Linked DNA regions of Lactuca sativa: region 1 is linked to region 2. A link is a contact called in public Hi-C data. All regions are on one chromosome and are shown on one strand. The core of a region is the stretch at or near the end of the contact, and the rest is flanking DNA. Distances in the headings are between cores, read along the strand shown. Region 1 holds the start of LOC111882187 (kinesin-like protein KIN-5C). Region 2 holds the start of LOC111897083 (F-box/kelch-repeat protein At1g57790).

Evidence for each region. Hi-C and Micro-C count contacts between places; a contact is called where the count stands out from the background.
Region 1: a contact with region 2 is called in a Hi-C map of leaf, with 8 times the contacts expected there. The contact joins the promoter of LOC111882187 here to the promoter of LOC111897083 in region 2. A contact is called at or near these places in 2 of 4 Hi-C or Micro-C datasets (leaf and seed).

The regions. Positions count from the first base shown.
Region 1 is chr8:117,988,272-117,991,153 of Lsat_Salinas_v11, forward strand. LOC111882187 (kinesin-like protein KIN-5C) reads left to right here and starts at 1,415. Exons shown (of 22, transcript XM_023878538.3): 1 at 1,415-1,618; 2 at 1,793-1,922; 3 at 2,149-2,307; 4 at 2,399-2,748; 5 at 2,835-2,882. The coding sequence starts at 1,566.
Region 2 is chr8:117,839,483-117,842,319 of Lsat_Salinas_v11, forward strand. It overlaps LOC111897083 (F-box/kelch-repeat protein At1g57790), which reads left to right and starts at 1,430. Exons shown (of 3, transcript XM_023893052.3): 1 at 1,430-1,588; 2 at 2,240-2,837. The coding sequence starts at 1,557.

The DNA of each region.
Region 1 (2,882 bases), core at 165-2,664, 150 kb after region 2:
ATCCGATATATATTTATATATTTAATGTATTTAAAATATGTTTTAGTTAATTTAGCTATTTAGGATCTGATTTTCATTATCTTCGTCTCTTTTTTTTTTTGTTTTATATTAAACCTCATTTTTGTTTGTTGCTTTTCGGTCATTTGATTTTCTTTCACGCAATATTTTGATGAATGGCTTATGTATCTTCAGAATTTATTGATTTATCACTCGAAATTATCTTTGCTCATACAAAAATTGCGCAACTAAAGAATATTAGTCTCTTCCTCTTTCTTGATTATATTCTATCGAGCTATCATGGTTCTTGAAGAATTTTGATTTATAATTTACTTTATTATGCTTTTTGGGGTTTAATATGCAAACCATCCATTTTAGGTTTATAGTGACCTGAGCAAATTATGTACTTCATTTACATTTTAGGTTTATAGCGACCTTAGCAAACAGCTAAAGCAATCTTTTTATTTTTTCTATTTTCCTAAAACTTGCAAATTTAAATAAGAAAATCGTCAACCATTGACAAGGATTAATTGTTGGATTGGTTTGCAAACTTATTGATACTCAACAGTTTCGAAAGTTTGTACTTTTTTGTTAATTTGTTGAATAATTAATTATATAAATGATAATTTCAGATATCCGATTTGATATCCGTATCCATATCTGAAAATCCGGATATCCGAATTTTCGGATACGGATTCGGATACCTAATATCAACTATCCGAAATTTCGGATATCCGAAATCCGGATATCCGGTTTTGAACACCCATAAAAAAAAACCAAGAGAGCTTCGAAACCGATTTTGTGCAACCTTTTTAGTAAAATGGAATTGTTTCTTTAGTATGGCCCAATAAGGTGTGTGTGGACTGTGGATTTATGAGGCAGGGTGCATCGCGATCCTGTGTGTGGGGTAGGCATGCACAAACCTGTTAATTTTTCAAACCGATCCGGTTCGGTTCACCCCCTAGCCAAGCAAAACCGGTTCACTCATAAAATTAGTCGAACCTATCTAAACCGGTTCGGTTCGGTTCCATACCGGTTCACACGATATAAACCGGTTTTAGCGACTAAAATCTCGAACGAGTATAAACCGGTGGTTCGGTTCACTGTGAACCGGTTCAATTTACCGGTTCTTTGACCGGTTCGGATATTGAACCGGTTTTTTTGTGCATGCCTAGCGTGGTGTGTATCTTGGGCTTTTTAGGCCCATTGACTAGGCTGTCAGTTTGGAATTGGATTCTTGGAATTTGTACATTGGACTCGTGCAAATGAAACAAAAGTTTGATGTCTCAGGGACAATTTCGTCAACTTAGTTCTGGCAGCACATAGACCGTGCGATCAAATTTCGTCGTAAATGAACGGTCAGATCAAAAGTGGAGAGCGTCCCTTCAAAAATTCAAAAACGCCTCACTCATCCCGCTGCTTTTCATTACATTTTCGTCAAATCAAACTAGTTTGAAGAGAGAAGGGGAGACAGGTCGAGAAAGCGACCAACATTCGATCGAATTCGAAGCAACGGAGCTTCAAAGTTTCCTCTTTAACACACCAGCACACAAAATCCGTGTGTAATTATGTCTTTTCGCCACGAAAAAGGCGTCAATGTCCAGGTGCTGTTGCGTTGCAGGTACTGGAAGTGTTTATCGTACTCAGTAATCTTTCCCTTTTGGTTGAAACTAGGAAGAAAAACTCTCTTTGGATCTGATTGGTTTTTGAGATTTTCAAATCCGTTCTGAAATCATGTTTTTAATTCTTCTTCTATACTTCGTGTATTGAAATACATTGTGTTGTTTGTTTGTAGGCCGTTTAGTAGCGATGAGTTAAAGAACAATGCACCTCAGGTGGTGACCTGTAACGAGTATCAGAGAGAAGTTGCGGTTTCACAGAGTATTGCGGGGAAGCAAATAGATAGGGTTTTTACATTTGACAAGGTACCCTAATTTCTACAATATGCATTTAAGATTGCATTCTTAATAGGGTTTAATTGACTCGGGCACGCTCTTTCTCGTATGTGTAAATTTATTCAGGTTTGGGAGTCTGTTAAATGTTTCAATTTATCACTCTTCTATGTAAATTAAATATGGTTATAATTAATTACTCTCTCCATCTCTCAAAGGATGATTAATCGATGGTTATGGTATTTCTGAACTTGTCCAGGTCTTTGGACCTACAGCCCAGCAAAAAGATTTATACGAACAAGCTGTAATCCCAATTGTAAACGAAGTTCTAGAAGGCTTCAATTGCACCATTTTTGCTTATGGACAGACAGGGACAGGCAAAACATTCACCATGGAAGGAGAATGTAAGAGAGCAAAGGTATGAAATCTATTACACATTACATTGCCCTTAAAGTATGTATGCATCTTTTATGTCAAAACTTAACACTACTTTTCTAATTCATTCTCAGAGTGGGCCAAATGGTGAGCTCCCATTGGAAGCAGGTGTAATACCTAGATCTGTCAAACAAATATTTGACACATTGGAGGGTCAGAATGCAGAGTACAGTGTTAAAGTAACTTTTTTAGAGCTCTATAATGAAGAAATTACCGATTTACTTGCTCCTGAGGAAATCTCAAAACTTGGTGTTGAAGATAAACAGAAAAAACTTTTACCTTTAATGGAAGATGGTAAAGGTGGAGTTCTTGTGAGGGGTTTAGAAGAGGAAATTGTCACAAGTGCTAGTGAGATTTTCACATTACTTGAAAGAGGTTCTGCTAAACGTCGAACTGCAGAGACTTTATTAAATAAACAATCAAGGTTTTTTTCCTTCACTAATTCTCCAAATTTTTGTTTTTTTTTTATATCTCATGATGTTTATAGTAAACCTTACTCTTGCTTTTCAGTCGATCACACTCTCTTTTTTCTATTACTATACACATTAAAGAGTCAAC
Region 2 (2,837 bases), core at 180-2,679:
TTTGATATAATAATTTGGATATACTAAATTGATATAATATATTGATTATTTTGAATTATATGATAATATATACATTTATTATAACTTCATAATCTCAATCATTTGAATGACTTCTACCCGCGAATTACACATGAATAAAATTAAATATAATATATGATTTGATGTTATATATAGTTGTTTTTATTATTAATTAATTTTTAAAATTAATTTGCTTAATGTTTTAATTTCTATCATTATAATTATTTAAAACATCAAACATTGTTTTTTTATTTTAAAGCTAACAATATAATCATTTATATATAGTTGTTTTTAACTATTGTTATTGTAAGTTATTTTAAGCTACTTATTTGGAAACTTTCAACGATTATAAAAATATATTTAAGAAATATTTTAAGCTACTTATTTGGAAACTATAATGTTATATTTTAATTAATAGTTTAAGTATTTTATACAAATTATTCAAAAATTATACCTTTAAAATGATAATTGTTTACATCCAACAATTTATTAAAACTAATAAATTAAGTATAATATGTTAAAACTTAAAAAACATAATTTCATAAGTAAAATTAAAAATATTATTTTAATATTCAAATTTAGTTTATATATGAATACACTTTAGATTTGATATTTATTTAACCTAATTACCAAATTATAATTATTATTATTATAAGGAAATCGAAAAGTCATGGGAGTTTCAAATGAATGTGGTGAAAGGAAAAAAAAATGGGGGTTTCAAATGCATGAGATTCAAGAAAAAATGTTAGCTTTATAAATATGTATGATTAGTTTATCTAAATAACTAGTTTATAACATATGGAAAACACGGTTATAAAATTAATTAAAATTTTAAAATAGAAATTTATAATTATTAATCAATTATTTTAAATAACTCATTTTAAATAAATTATTAATTAAGAGATATATTAAAATTTTTAAAATTATTATAACTTCAAATTTAACATATAATTAGAAAACGTAAATTTGAATTTTGAAATGAGTTGTATAATATATATCTATATCACACAAAGCATAATATTTATGAAAGTTTTATTAAAATGAGATTTTACATAAAAAATTAAAATTATTTATTTATTATAATAGAAATTAACATTTTTTTTTATTCTGCTGTGACTTTTATCAAGGTGCAAAGAATGATTGCCACATCATGCTTGGATCATTTACAGATTTACCCACAAGCGGATAGACAGCACCCAGCTTGTCGATTCCCACATGTGACGGTAGTTCCAGAGATGACCACCGAATGTATTCCAAACACCCTCATTCCTCAACCAATTAAAACTTGCCACCTCATCCCTTAATCTTTCACCTAACAATCCCATTAGTTACCACTACCACGTACCCTGCGGCCCGTCTCACCAGATAAGTTCTTTGTGTACACGTGTTGTAGTAACAAAGCCTAGGTGTTTTCATAACGTGACAACAACAGTCATTCCCATTCCCATTCCCATCATCTCTCTTCAACATATCTTTCTCTCTACAAAAACACACATACACTGGTGGTGGGAGGAGCTTAGCTTAATCTGTTCGCAATTATGGCAGGAAGGAAGAGAAGGAAACACCGATTGTAAGTCCTCTTCAACAACTCCAAGTGAAATCCAATTCGGTTTGAGGACTCCTTACTGTTTTTTGTTTGGAGTTTGAATTATTGTTGGGTTTATTGATGAATTTGGATTTTAGGGTTTATAGAAATGAGATCCGTCTTTGATTTTACAATCCAGCTACAGTTTCTGTTCAATTCAAGTGAATTTGGTCCAAATTAATGGTAGCATGTGTGCGTTTTGCTGGTAATTTACATATTGTCGTAATTCAGCTGAGTTTATGGAATTTGTTGCGTTTTCTGTAATTGCTTGATTGGATTGTATACGTATGTGACAAATAGTGGTTTTGGTTCATTCATCGACAATTTATAAAGTTTGGCAGGTGTAGGTTTTTAGGTTTTAGGGTTTCTAGTAAAAACTTATGTTCTCAATGTTCGATCTGAGTTGATTATATTTTATCTTCTTACTAGATTACGTAACTTACGTTTCTGTTTAGTGTATGAATCAGGTATTTTTAATGGCAACAGAGAAATTTTGTGCTTCCGTGCTCCTTCATCATTCAATTCTATCTATAGTCTATAGATCATAAATGTAGATCCTGGTTTCGTGACTTTAGTCTGCATTTCATAGAATTCAACTCTTTTCGCAAAATAATTCTTAAAATTTTCCGTTTGTAGGTTGTCTGAAACATTCAAGGATGATAAAAGAGTATCAACGAAAGAAAACGACGAGCAAGATCATCACGAATCATGGTCGATCCTTCCGTCTGAACTTCTCGAACTCATAATCTCCCGATTAACTCTAAAAGACAACATCCGCACATCTTCCGTCTGCAAAAAATGGCTTTCAGTCGCTTTATCAGTCAGAAAAGTCAACAAACCGCCATGGCTAATGTACTTCCCAAAACTCGGCCACCTCTTCGAGTTCTACGACCCATCAAAACGCAAAACATACTCTCTCGAATTACCACAACTCCATGGATGCAGAATCTGTTACAACAAAGACGGGTGGTTATTACTCTACAAACCAAGAACACAACGCGTCCTATTCTTTAATCCCTTCACAAGGGAAATGATTAAACTACCCAGATTCGAAATGACATACCAAATCGTCGCCTTTTCGAACTCCCCCAAATCGCAAAACTGTATTCTTTTCACAGTCAAACACGTCAGCCCTACAGTCGTCGCCATTAGCACCTGTTCACCAAATGCAACCGAATGGACTACTGTAAACTACCATAATCGGTTGCCATTCGTTAGCAGTATTTGGAACAAA